2 separate regions of the Mus musculus genome follow, and region 2 is linked to region 1. Evidence: chromatin contacts called from public HiChIP or PLAC-seq data. All regions are on one chromosome and are shown on one strand. Each heading gives the region's core, a stretch centred on a gene start, on an enhancer-like site or on the middle of the called end of the contact. The rest is flanking DNA. Distances are from core to core; before and after follow the strand shown. Region 1 overlaps Slx4ip (SLX4 interacting protein). Region 2 overlaps Gm14064 (a long non-coding RNA gene).

What was found. HiChIP or PLAC-seq counts read pairs in DNA pulled down with a chosen protein or histone mark.
Region 2: a FOXA1 HiChIP or PLAC-seq map of pancreatic cancer cells shows a contact between it and region 1. The contact joins two enhancer-like sites. A contact is called at or near these places in 2 of 484 Hi-C or Micro-C datasets (the HPC-7 cell line and nephron progenitors) and 3 of 115 datasets of contacts at active chromatin or transcription factors (embryonic fibroblasts, hepatocytes and pancreatic cancer cells).

What each region holds. Positions count from the first base shown.
Region 1 is chr2:137,044,723-137,051,998 of GRCm38.p6, reverse strand. It overlaps Slx4ip (SLX4 interacting protein), which reads right to left. Exons shown (of 8, transcript NM_028834.3): 6 at 5,194-5,282. Among named protein-coding and RNA genes, the nearest start is that of Jag1, 68 kb to the left of the region's middle. Within about 2 kb of position 2,453, at least 64 of the 459 cell types and tissues checked have an H3K27ac peak or open chromatin away from gene starts, as enhancers often do. A contact at or near this core is called in pancreatic cancer cells, where this site is marked.
Region 2 is chr2:137,719,504-137,726,779 of GRCm38.p6, reverse strand. Gm14064 (a long non-coding RNA gene) reads right to left here. Exons shown (of 6, transcript XR_866773.2): 6 at 4,377-4,735. Among named protein-coding and RNA genes, the nearest start is that of Gm14064, 60 kb to the right of the region's middle. Within about 2 kb of position 4,504, at least 48 of the 459 cell types and tissues checked have an H3K27ac peak or open chromatin away from gene starts, as enhancers often do. A contact at or near this core is called in pancreatic cancer cells, where this site is marked.

The DNA of each region.
Region 1 (7,276 bases), core at 1,204-3,703:
AGGACAGCCAGGGCTACACAGAGAAACCCTGTCTTGAAAAAACAAAACAAAACAAAACAAAAAACCAAAAACCAAAACAACAACAACAAAAAAGTCAATACTGAGTTGTATATTTTAAAATCAATTTTATTAGTTTAATTTAAAAAAAGAAAAAGAATCATTATGGAAAAGACACAGACTTCTGCCTCATATCAATGACATATAATTGAAAGACAAATGATAAGCTCACTAAGAATTACTCTTGTTTGTTTGCCTGTTGTTCTTTTCTTTTATCCAGCCCTTGCCCCTCTTCCCGTCCCCCTCCCTCAGCCCCTCATCCTGTTCCTTCTCCCCTCCCTGTTGTGGATAGGATGCTCCCACACTCCCTAAGACCTCAAGTCTCTAAAGGATTCAATGCATCTTCTCCTACTGAGGCCAGACAGGCAGTCCTCTGCTACTTGATAAGAATATTTTATATAGTAAGTAGAAAGAATATCATCAATAGAATGTCAATAGGAAAGCAGAAATAAACTAATATAATAAACAGGGCCCTAGCTAAAATAAATATTCATTGACCTCAGTTATTAAGGCTAAACTAATAATAAAGATTAGGTTAGTAACAATTATTTTGGGCTGGGAGTCAAAGGTAATTTTCAAATTCCTTGTGCATATTTGTATTTCATCTTTGGATGTAATGAACTTCCAGGATTTTGATAACTACCTGCTAAGGAATAAGCTAGTTTGAACTATAAGAAAATGGGAACTAGTAAAGAGCCTTTCTTCCAAACTCAAGTCCATTCCCAAGTGTTATGGAAATGTCTTGACAGTTCCATGTAATTTACGATGAACCATAAGCATAAACAGAGACAAGAATGGCTTCCTATAGTCTGATACTTCATACAAAACTTGGAAACGTCATAGATTACTTAGCCCCTCACAGGGCATAGAAGTTAGTTAATACACTCAAATTTTTATGTAGTCCATTTCTTCTGTTTTTTTTTTTTTTTAATTTGTGCTTCTTCCATTTTAAAAAACATAAGGCTTAAAATGTTGTTTATTTCCCCTAAAATAAAATGACTAGATTCTACAGGACTGTTGTTATATTAAATAAAACTACTTCATGTAAAAATCACATTAAAATTCTTATTTAGTGTATTTTTATCCTTTTTTTTTCTTGACAGAAATTCCATGTGAGAAAAGCTTTTTGAGATAATGTGACACCCTCTCATAAGGCCAGCAGAGGTTGGACCATGCACAGCTGAGGAGAATAAGACATATGCTAAATATAATTCAACCTACAGTAGTTTATTGCTTGATACTAATTTTTATGTCAATATTATATTCACAAATGAGAAAGTTAGTTTGTTTGTTGTAAACAATAACCTGGCTTAGGAGATGTATTAAACTTAATGTTTAAATGTTGTTGATTTCCAGGACTTCTTAGCAATCCTTCTATATAGTCTGTGTTACAGAGTGGACCTTGCCCTAGTGCCCATATGCGTGTGTGTATATGTATGCGTGTGTGTGTCACTCGCAAGCCTGACACTATTTTCATAGCTCAGCCACAACTCAGATGCAGGAGAAGATGGAAATCCCCAAAAATCTTAGGGTATGAATCTGCTTTTAGGCAGCACTAACACTATGTGTCATTTTCTAATTTCTAATTGGATCTTAGGCTTTGACACATTAAAGTTTTAAAACAAGGAGTGGAAATCTAAATTCTGGGCTTTAGTCTCTAAATTCACAGCTTCTACTCTATGACTGATTTTAGGCAACTAGGACAATCAATAGTGGTGTCAATCTCCCGGACTATAAGCAGCTAGAGGGCAGCAGTATTTTCTTATTTTTGTGTCACTGAAACTCACCAGAGACCCTGGTACAGAGCCAGCACCCAGAACATTCTGTTCAATGTAATGGTCAGATTGAATGGGAACCATGGTCTCCAGAGACTAGGAGAGGCTTGTAACCAACACACAATCAAACAGTAGCTTTGCAATGACCCTGAAATGTCCCAGATATATACAGAGGTCCACAGTTATTTACATAACTTCAATAAAGAAATCAAAGACTCTAGTAAGTAATTTCAGTGTGCTCCAAACAACTGAAAAAGGGCAGTCTCTACACAGGAGACTTATGTTTGGGAAGGGGGTGGTATGAGAGGGGGGGGGAGGAGAGAGAGAGGGGGAGAGAGAGGGGGGGGAGGGAGGGAGGAGAGGAGACACGCCAATTTTGTGGAGTACCTCCAAGTACAGTAAAATCTGACTTGATATTTTATGCTGCTAAGGAAAACGTGAAAAGAGCCAACAAAGGTAAAACCTTCAGAAAGGCTCTGGCTCCACAGCCAGCAGGAGGTCAAATCTGAGGCTACAAGAGTTTTAAGATTTCTTATGAGAAACTCTAGTAAGAAAAATACAGTGACTCATTTCATAATAATGCCCTTGCTTCCCAAAGTACACAGCTCAGTTCCCACATCCCAAGCACATGGACAGGGTGCCGGGCTATTGCAACAGGAGAGCCTTCCTCAACTGTCTGTGCCCACATAGGCAGACAGAGTTGACAAAGTGGGAACAGACTTCACTGGCATGGTGGTAAAGGGACAGCAAGGACTACTTTCACTCTGCTCTGCAGAGGAAGGGTATTTCTCTGCTTCCTTTGTGCTGTGTGATCTGGTATATGTTCTTCAATGCAGCTATCTTGAAGAACTGGGGTGCTAAATACTGCTGCCTTCCTAGTCTGAAGGCTGAAAGAGTCCCCTGGCAAAGCAGTTTTCAATAGATGCTCTCAGATTTCCTATCAAATTCTCACTTAAGACAAAGGTGATCCAGAGAGCATGGGGAACTTAAGGAGAACTCCTTAATGGCTACAGTCCCAATGAGAGGTCCAAGTTGCTCTCAGGTACAAAATCGCCCCACCACCATCACTTCTGTGGATGGCAAAACAGCGGGTTATATAAACAATTATAAGAAAATAACTCTAGTTTATTGCCAATATAGTTACATGGGGAGCCAAGTTCCCAAGCCTTGCCTAGTCAGAAATTCCTTAGAATGATAAGCAGGAGAGAATGAGATGGGCCCTGCGTTTTTGTAAACATCAATGTAAAATGAAAAGAAATTCAAATGCTTGGGGAAGAGACGTTTGGATGTTTGAAGTACATCATGAGAATTAATTTGTTCTTTCTCTGCCAGGAGGCATCAGAGAGGGTGAGGTTGTTTATTGATCTCTAAATAGCTGAGACAGGTGAACTCTGAAGAGGACAGATATCAATGGCAAGAAGACAGTATGACTGGCCTGATGAGGGATTTGCAGGAGGGCCTGGGCATTTCATAGCTTCTAGTGACAACATACTTGAGAAGGTGGTGGGCTGAAGAACCTGAGGAGGGGATGTGCTCAGCTGAAGTTGGAACACTTGTGGCAGTGGAGCTATGGGGGTAGTACTGGCTCTTGTTTTTGTTGCTGGGAAAGTGTGTATGTGACTGGAAAGAAAGACATAACCAAAAAAGAGCCACCAAAACCAACAAAAGAACCATGTGATATAAATAGTATTTTTCTTATAAGTTAATATGGTCAACTTTGATTGTATACCTACTAAAGATCAGAACATGTTAAAGATAAGGAAACCAAAGTCCCCATGTAAAATATCCAGGCTGGTTCAGGATGAAAGTTCTCAATAATCAGGAAGTTCTCTGGCTTACAGGATTTATATCACAGCAGCTACAGAAAACTTACATCTGTACAAATACCAGAGCCCCTAAGGGGATACTGTTTCCTTTGTATTCAGATGCTTTAATTCCTCTTTAACAATTTCAGATATTAAGTATTAACATTACACATCAGCTATAAGATCTGATTTCTCCGGTATCCCATCTGCAAGTAATAGCATTCTGGTAGAGTTAATCATTGTTTTTTTTAAACCACAGATCAATTCTTTCTTGCTCTGAAAAAAATCAGTTAAGAAATATTTATTAAAATATAGCCCAACAAAATTATTTTAGTATTTATTAATCTTCAAAGATAATACAGCATCATGGAAATATTTCAAAGAAGAAACGTTTAATGCTTTTGGCTAGATTTGCTTCACTAATCTTATTTTATGTACATATCTAGAGTGGGTTTGATGGATGAAGAAGAAATAAAAGGGTTGCACTGGCTTTTTTGAAAGGATTCTCTGCTCAAAACAAAGGAACTAAATGCAAGTATGAATTTTCAGCTCTTGACTTCTTCTGGGTCTCTATTGTCTCAGAGGCTCCAAAACACTGTTCTTATGTATTTACTTAAGATGAGATAAGAAACTGATTTTAAACTATGTGAGCCAAATTTCAAATTTCATATGGGTTAAAAAATAATAAACAACAGGGATAATCTAATATCCCTATAAATTATTTTAGAAGCATAATAATCATGTCACACTTAATGGCTGGGTTAATGTCTTCTATATTTTTTTTTCCTGTTCATTGAAGGTTCAAGCTGTAGACCTAAATTTTTTTAAGAGCAAGTTAAATAGACTAAAGTGTGATTGAAGCAAGATACATATACAAATAATAAGGATACTGTTAAGAGTACATGTTAAGCTTAAAAGACACAAATGTAAGATATATTTTTGCGTAGGTTTTCTACAGTTACTTGTCTCAATAGAGAACTCCTGTGAAACAGAACAAGGCCCTGCTAGAACTCAAGCCTAGCATGAGAAAAGAGAGCAAGAGCGAATGAGCTCTATTAGCTAGAAATAATACACTGGGGAGACTCACTAGTTCTCAGAAAAACCATCAGAGATTCACCATGGAATACAAGTCAGAAGTCACTGCCTCCAACGGAAAGTTCCAGTGGAAGCACAGATTTTTCACTTCTCTTCATTTATAATCACAAACACCATCAAGGTTGTCCTGGTATGTTGCTGCCTCATTTAAAGTTGAAGGTGAAAAGATACTTCCTAGCAAACTAAATATTGAAGGTTTTGGAGGGGAAAGAAACAAAAACCCAACACATTAATTAATCAACTCATTAATTGATCAACGTTAGCATGCAAAATGGGAGGCAAGCATCTCTTATCTCTTCAAACAGATGAACTGCTGATAATAAAAGACACCCTGGAACACACACACGCACGCACGCACGCACGCACGCACTCACACCATCCACTACCACCACTACCACTATTACCATGGTCACTCAATATTAAGCAGATTCTCTTACTTACAGAGCTTTTTTCGTACATACCGATTTTTCATTCTGGTTTGCCCAAATATCATGACCAAATGCAAGCTGACTAACACACACCACAAATCTTTCAGGAAATACACGAAGTTCTGTACAACACAAAGAAGATCAAGTTACTAAAAGCATCAACATCATGCAAGAAGACATCACTGCTGACTTTTTGTTAGGGTTATATATACAGCACATGCATGTGAGTGGGATCTCCTTTCCCTTCTTCTCTCTACAAGATTTCCACCACTTGGGCAGAGTGAGTTCTAGGAAGAGCCAAGGGGTTGCAAACTGGTCTGAACATGGAACATCCAGATAGGCTATTATTGTTTTCTGTGTTAGCATGCCCTTTTCTGTTTAGGAGTCCTAGTAGGGAGAAATATTAGTGTTTTTTAGTCAGCATTCAGACTTAAATTAAATTTTTAAAGAAAAAATCAGAAGAATGTGAGATATAAATCTAAAACTGTGACCCATTCATGTATACATTGTCTTCCTAGCTCTTGGGGAGAACTAAAAGGCTAATTCTGCACTATCAAGCTTCTAAGCTGAATTGAGATACGAAAACAACTGTTTCTCTTAGGAATTGGGTAGTCAATTAACAGAATGGTTAAGTATGCAACAGGAGAGATGGCATTAGACCTTGGTCACAGCAATCCACCTCTGCAGATTCTGACAGCAAAGCCATTGACTTCCAAGTGGGACCACAGAATGGAGCACAGAACAAGGATCCTTCAGTCAGTGATGGGAACACAGCATAAGCAGTGCCATCTATATCACTCTTCTTTCACCTGCCTTCTCCGTCCATCTGTACACCTACCAGGCACCATTCAACTGTGGGACCATGTTTAGTGTGATGTGTAACAGATACAAAGACTACCAATCTCCACTAAATGGGGAAGATTCTTCATCTCTTGATACTTGCCACACTGCCTGAATCTTTTTTATATCATACACGTACATTGCTACAAAAACAATCATTGTTCTAAAACAGAAAGATTCATTCTCAGATGTGAGCATGTTTTTAAAAGAGAGGTATAAATCTATTGTGAACCCTTTCAATATTCTGCCCATGAGAGACTGAGTAAGATAGTAACGCAGCTCCATTTGGTTCAACTGTTAGTTAAGCACAAAGGTGTTAATTATGCAAACACACAATATGAACACCGGTAACACCTCACTACCTGCTAGTTCAGAGTGTACCAAAAGACCTAAAAGAGTTAATGTTCCTGGAGTGGTTCTCCCTTGAGCCCTGGGCCTCTGCTGTTTCTTTGGTGACTACTGTACTGAACCACACACCTCCTAACAACAGGTTAGATGTTCCAAGTAAAAGCTTCATCACCTGCCTCATTTTCTTCCCACTACCTAACATGGATGCTCTCCATGACTTCAGCCAACTTGTTGCTCTGGTGTCAGTCAACCGGAGCCTCTCAGAGAAAGGTCTCCTTGCAGGTGAAGTCATGGGTGTATCTAAAGTTTGACCCCACACAGATGTTCCATATGGATGGGGGCCTCTCATGGTTTTTGAAAAAGCTCTAAGAACAAAATTATAAAATTTAATTTTATTAGTATTTATGTATTAGTTGTTGAAATAAATGATTGGGATTAAGTGCTAAGCAGCCCCTGTCCTACTTTATGGAGGGGGAAAAATAAAGCCACAGAACTCAATCTATTTTATATTTCTATTTTTCTTCTCAAAAATAAGAGTGATAGATTATGAATACTTTGATAGTCAAATCAATTTAAAAGTTCCTTTTGTATCACTTTACTTGATTATGTAATAATTGATTTGTGTTACTTTAATATTTAAATAAAAATGTAAACACCACCAATCTCCACCAGAATGTAAAGCTAGATTGCATTGTAACAGATAAAAGGTTAGCTTTTTGAGGTAAACAAATATAAGACCCTATTAAGTGGCTAATATAGGGGCTAGAGAGATGGCTCTGTGGTTAAGAGCACTGGTTGCTCTTCCAGAGGCCCGAGGTTCGATTCCTAGCACCCATCATGGTGGTTCAAGGCCATCTGTAATTCTAGTTCTAGCACATCCATCACTGTCTTCTAGTCTCCAAGGGCACCAAGCACAGATGTGTGACAA
Region 2 (7,276 bases), core at 3,255-5,754, 670 kb before region 1:
ATTCATGAACTGAGACCAATTCTACAGTCAATCTTTCTTAGCATCCTTCCCTTTTACAGAAAGAGTCCCCCTCCCTTTAAGCCCTGAATATTTCTGATGCTTTAGTCCTCCCTATCAGAGATCTTCCCATCACCATCTCTACTAAAAGCCCCTGGAATGTTTGAATGCTGAGTGAGTTTTTAAGAACCAGCCCAGATAAACTAAAGTTGGATTTCCAGAGTAGAACTTTTAACCTTCCATTTTGATAAAGCATATGCAAGAAAAGAGTCGACATGTGTACTTCACACATTTCCTTCTTAATATGTCAGTGAATCCCAGCTTTTTCTTATTGGAGTGTTGTGTGACCTGAGAATCCAGAAGTCATAAAATGTAGCAGGGATGGAATGGAGACCAGTTCTCTCATCTGCCCACTGACAGTTTTTCCATGAGAAGCACCAGGAGGCCAGCAAGAATGGTGGGCATTAACTGAGGGAGTGATATGGAAAAACAACAGCTCTGCACACAAGAGCATTATGTTTGCAAAGAGATTATGGTTGGAGCCAGGAAGCATGTCCCATAAAGAAGCTAAAAAGAAATATATTTAAGTGAATTGCATGAGATTTCTACACAGTAAGCACTGAAAGGAGCAAAAGATAGCAGAGCAGACTACAACCTTCCAGAGGATCAAAGAAAATGGTAGCAAGACTGAGGATCAAAAACTGAAGGGGGAAATAAATAGTCAGGGTGCATGTCTATAAAGAAACAACATGCTTTGTAACATGTGTGAGGTTCTCAGCTCCTAATTCTGCATATTTTAGCTTATTTACTTTCAGAACAGGCCTGTGGGGCAGGAGGTTTAATTCCTGTAGCACAGGTGTCAAATAGCCATACAGTTTGCCTCAACTAAATAACAACTCAGGGCTGGTGGGACAATGGGCAAATTTTTGTTTTGTTGTGTTTGATTAGCATCTCTCATCAGGAAATGTCCAACAGAGGAAAGATGATTCATAGTAGAATCCTGAAGAATCAACGTGGAATCATAGAGGTGTTGCTACTCATAAGGATGCTGTGGGGAAATACAGAGACAAAACACATATCCTAGCTTCCCTTCTGATAAGCCAATTTCAGCTATTTCTGTCATTGTCTGAACCCACTCAAAGTCTAGAAGGAAAATGAATCATACAGCGTATAACAAAATAGGGAAAAAGCAATGCATGCATCTCACAGTGAATAGGAGCTGACTAATGTAGCCACAGATAAAAGATTCACAGTACATTAATTTTGCCAAAATTTGGTCACTTTGTCTGGCCTTACTATCAAGGGAGGCTATGCATCCAGTAAGAGGTACTAAAAGAATAAAAAAGCTATCATGTTGATCTGTGCCACAGGTACTGATGTAGTAGCAACTAGGAGAAATATAGAATTAATGAGAGTAACTCCAGATCACAGGGACAACATACCTGTGCAATACGGCAGGTGGTAAAAAGGCAGCAACAGAGTGCAGGGTGATAGCAAAAGACTTGAAAGGGAGTTCCTTATTTAGAGTGCCACCCTGGGAAGATTTGTGAGGTTTTAAGATTTGTAAAGGATTTTGATAAGCAGTACTCTAGAGTGAAGAATAGACACTCTATTCTTGGTGGAAATGGTGGATGTTGTGGAGAAAAGTAGTGAGACTTTATTCTTAGCTACAGTTTGGACCATAGACAGATTGTGGGAAAGATGGTACCTATATTTTGGGGATATAGCATCAGGCATCATAACGGCACTTTTGGAGGGCCTGACTTGTGTTTCCCAAAAATTCAAATGACAAAGTCTAAGCCCTAGATATTTCTAAATGTGACTCCTTTTAAGACATTAAAGACATGTTTTCATAGACTTGATGTCATTAAGGTGATGCTGTTAGGATAGGCTCTAATGCATTACAACTACTGTCCCTATAAGATGAGATAGCTAGGTGGATAAAGGGTTGCTGTGCAAACTCGAAAGCTACAGTTCACAACCCCAAGTCACGCATGAAAAGGCTGATCCATTAGCATATGTCTGCAATGCCAGAGTTTGGCAGAAGCAGGGTTGAGAAAAGAAGATGATCCAATGTCAGCAGCTCATTGACTACTCAGTCTAGTCAAAACAACAAGCTTAAGGCTTTATAATGAGGTGGAAAGCAAAGGAGGAAGACACTCACGGTTGTCCTCTATCCTCTACATAATGCTTAAGCACATTCACATGTATACACATGTGTCTGCACATGCACATGTGCAAACACTTACACCACATCCCAAAAAAGGAAAAGAAAAATAGAAAAGGAGATGATTACAAGGGTGCACTGAAGGAGGTAGTGTGGCAACACAGGAGAGAAGCAACTATAAGAAAGAAGAGACACATAGCAAGAATCCAGCCATGTTGATATTTGCACCCAGACATCTGGTTCCTAGAATCAAGAAAGCATGCGTTTCCCTGATTTAAGCCACCATGTCTGTAGCACTTTTCAATTTGGCCTTAGCAAACGTACACAATGCATCTGGACTTACTGCTGTATGAGTCTATGTGTAACAATACATTTTCTATTTCTATGAATTTGTGTAGCATGTATCAAAACCACAAATATGTCCCATTTTGAAGCCATTGGAATACACCATTGTGAAAACTAACACAATATTAAGAAATAAAATCTCTTGAAACATTATTACAAGAGTATGTGGATCTAACTTGCCAGGCCACCCATAGGACTAAAGGGCCAGGCTGACATGTCTGCTACCTACTATCACAATGACAAACTACTAGAAATCTTAGCAGATAACCCGCATTCTTTTTTCATTTGTTTGTTTGTTTGTTGTAAAGCTAGACATCAAGAGATTAGTTTTTTCATTTTGGGTAAGGTTTGGCTTATTCTGTTGACTCATTTCTTTGTTGTTTAAGGGTCAGTCAGCTGCAGTCTGGCTGAAGTAGGCTGGCCTTGGCCTTGACTCTGCTCTAATAGACAGAATCTTTTCTGAAACTTGTGAAGGCCAAAGGACAGCAAATACAGATTCCAGAAGTAGAGAGACTCCACAGGTTAATGGGAGAAACTGTAAAGTCATATTACAAAGGCCAAGCAAGCACACAACAAATAATAAATACATAAATAAATATTATTCAGTATCATATTTGTAATCAAGTAAAGATAGGTTACTCTACAAGAAAGAAATCTGACCCAAAATGGCATTTAAAAGAAAATACCCACCAAAATGCCCACTCAGGATAAAATTTCTCCCAAGTTAAAGACACAAATGATAGAGAAGCTCTTGAAGAAGATGCTCAAGATATGACCATTTGACCTAACTTTTCTTCCAAGGTAGAGAACAAGACAGAGAGAGAGAGAGAGAGAGAGAGAGAGAGAGAGAGAGAGGAAAGAGAGAGAGAGAGATGAAGACAGAGATGGAGACAGAGGTAGAGAGACAGAGAAAAACAGAGAGACAGAGAGTCGGAGACACAGAGAGCTGAAGAGACAGAGGCAGAGACAGAGAGAGACACGGAGAGGAATTGAAAGGCCTCTAGCTAGCCCGAGCACGACACACATGACATGAGTCTGGCAGGCCTTGTCCTTCTCCCCCATTTCCTCTGCCTTGCTGAAAACCATTAGATTACATTCCTAAAGCGAGCCCTCAAGGTCTATTCCCTTATTTGGACATTTCCTCCTTTAGAGGCTGACTACCAAGGTCCAGCTATCAAAGTATTCAAATCCAGCAATCAAAAGCCTACCTTGGTTCATCTAATTAACATGCCCAATTAAAATTAAATACCTCATCCTAACACAGGGTTTCTTGTTTTACCTTTAGAAACCACCATTTTCCTAAGAGCCAATTCTTTTTCCTCTCTATCCAGAGACAGTCCTTTGTCCTCCCATTCCCCCCCCCAAGAATTGGTACTCCTGCCCCCTCTCTTTTGTTCCTTTCCCCTTCTCCCTTGTCCTTTATCATCTCTGCTTTTGTCTTCATCCTGTCTTTGTCTCTTATTCTCTGTCCTTTGTCCATCTGGTGCAAATAAATCTACTTTGTGCTTAGAACTTGGTCTCGGGGTCCTGATCTGATACAGATACTTTCAGAAGCAAAGAATGGAAGAATGACGGAGGAAGAAAGAAAGAAAGAAAGAAAGAAAGAAAGAAAGAAAGAAAGAAAGAAAGAAAGAAAGAAAGAGAGAGAGAAAGAAAGAAAGAGAGAGGGGGGAGGGAGGGAGGGAGGGAGAGAGGGAGAGAGAGAGAGAAAGAAAGAAAGAAAGAAAGAAAGAAAGAAAGAAAGAAAGAAAGAAAGAAAGGTGGAAGGAAGGAAGGAAGAAAGAAAGAGAAGAAGAAGAAGAAGACGACGACGACGAAGAAGAAGAAGAAGAAGAAGAAGAAGAAGAAGAAGAAGAAGAAGAAGAAGAAGAAGAAGAGAGAGAATGAGAGAATAAAGAAGAATAGAATAATCGTCTGCTCCTGTGGCTCAGCATTGGGTATAACTGCTCTCTGCTATGAGTCACAGATGACTGAGGGGTCGGTGTAGGGCATGACTCAGGGCCTAAGACAAAGATAGAACTTGATGGAGGTGGCAGGAGGCAGGAGGGCTCAGCAAGTTCAGGCATTATCTCAGCATTCCGGTGAATTCTTCTCTCCTGCAGCTGGAGGAGGCGGATAGAGAGTTCCTGCTGCATCCATAGGAAGAGATCCTACTCAGGCAGGCCTTTGGTCAAGGGCTCAAGTGACTCCAAAAAAGGAGTGGTTGATTCCGAGAGGTTTGTAGATCTGCTTAAGAAAACAAAACAAAACAAAACTGTGTTTCAGCTCCCCTCCCATCAGACTGTGGGCCAGATCAACAGACCATATCACCCTGCCATTGTATGCGGCCCCAGGAGCCAGTTACACAGTCAGTTTGAGAAGTTAATATTTAGAAAGCCTAATGACTCCATATTATTTCCTGTAAGGAAGAAATAATAAGGCAATGTTATCTGGTGTCCCACTCTCACGTAGATTTGCATTTAGCAACAGGGGTTTGAATATTTGTTTGTTTGTTTTTGTAATTATCTTGCTCAATAACAATTCAATAATTGCTAAGACTTGTTTCTGTATTTTGCTTTTTTAGGCAATACTCTTTGATTTTTGACTGCATAGTAACATGCCCAAATATATAAATATTTGTGCATCAAGTTCAAACAACCAGTACATCTCCAAAAAAGAGAACAGAAAAGAAAGAAAGAAAGAAAGAAAGAAAGAAAGAAAGAAAGAAAGAAAGAAAGAAAGAAAGAAAGAGAAAGAAAGAAAGAAAGAAAGGAAGGAAGGAAGGAAGGAAGGAAGGAAGGAAGGAAGGAAGGAAGGAAGGAAGGAAGGAGAAAAGGAGGAAAAAAAGAAAGAAAGAAAATTCTATTACCCTAAAATGACTTAGGAACAGAACTGAATCTTTGCCAAATAAGGTGCCTATTGGCCTTAAGATGCTGAACTTGAAAATGACTGTCTTAGAAACAAAGGCTAAGTGTGGTTGGCTCTCACTCAACGTGGCCACTAACATCCTTAATTACAGGACATGGCATCATTTTGATTCACAGCAGAATAAAAGGCATCTATTTGTATATTTGGAAGTTTGACTGAGGATTTCCTGATGAAGTCATTTCTGCCTTACAACAGCCCTGCTTGTACACTAGAGTTAAAACCAGGTCACCACCATTTCCATGCAAGTGTGAGTGTGTGTGTGTGTGTGTGTGTGTGTGTGTGTGTGTGTGTGTGTGTGTATGTGTGTGTGTACATGCACACTTCATTCCATAGTCTAATTAAGACTTACACATACATAATTTTCTCTAAGATTAATGCTAGTGATAAATCAAAATTTTACCTAAAAAGGAAAACACTTTCAAGTCAATTGTTTCACATCTGGATAGTGAAGAATATAGAATGTATATATTCAAATCTTTTGAGATGTATGCCTCACCCTAAAATGAGTGGATACATCATTTAATGGAGAAAGAGAAACAAGGGAAAGATTGCTCATTGTTATATAAGAGGGATGCCTGTGGCTTCTTACGTATACTTAGGATAGTAATAAATGCGATATAACCTGATTTTAAGTAACACTCTTTTGATTTCCTATGCTTGAGTTCCCCCCAAAGAACGTCAGGATTCTGCCCCTGATATGGGATGGACTCACCTAAGTTCTTGCTGTTCTTCTCTTCTCATTTCTACAGGCTGTGAAGCCAAGGTGTTCCTTTTGCACTGCCTATGTCTCAGAAATGAGGTTTGGCAAGCAGGGAAAGGCATGCCATGGGGTGACACTTGTGTGATACTTTAAATGAATGGTATTTGCAGCACGTCCTTCCTTAAGTAACCCTGGGCCTCCCTCCTTTGGGCCATAGCCATACAACTTCCTCTTTGTCTAAGACCTCAAGTTAGCTTGAAGCAGCAGTGATTGGAAATTCATACACCTGGGAATAGTCCCAGGTAAGTGACCTTTAGGAGCTGTTATGAACAAACCCATGTCCTCTTTGTGCTGGGATAAGCCAGGTTCACTTTCAATAGCAACCGCCAGGAAGTTTAAGTACAGTTGTTTCCACAGTAGCTGCTTTAGTGTCCCTCCCACAAAAACAGCATCCTAAGAAGATGTTTCATACTCTCCTGAGTCACTTTGCCTATACCATATATGTGTTTCTCCTACCATCCTCCCACAGGAAAAAACTATCTAACATAGAAGTATTGTCTTACAGACTGCCTTGAGGGCCCTACTTTTACAAGCAAATTCAGTTAAGACTTCTTGTGTTGCTCAACATTGGAAAATAGTAGGGAGCATCCTCACGTCACACCCTGAATCAGAGTGTATTCTGTAATTTTTTTTTGACTTGTGCCTTGGAGAGTATGCAGCCAATCACAGCAGATGGAGAGTATGCAGCCAATCACAGAAGATGGAGAGTATGCGGCCAATCACAGCAGAGCAGGCTATTCTTTATCTGAAGAAGTACATCCTTCTTAGATGCAGTCCAGCTTGGCCAGCATACTGAGACTTTCCCGGGATGGATGGCATTGTGTAACATCTGTGCTGAGGTCTCTCCAATGTAAAGGCTCCTTCACCCTGTGGCACTTCGCTGTCTTCCAGATTAAGCATAGCCAGGGGCTGTCTTCCCCATTTTTCCTGTTGCTCTCACAATTTCTTAGGCCTAACATTAAAGTTCCTCTGAAAGAGATTGGATCAAGTCACTCATCATATTTAGAGCAGACCCTGTCACTGTGACCTTCCTTCCCTTAACCCAAGAGTAAAGCTATGACTTTTGACCTTGTTCTGCAAAGCCCCAGAATGACTTAACT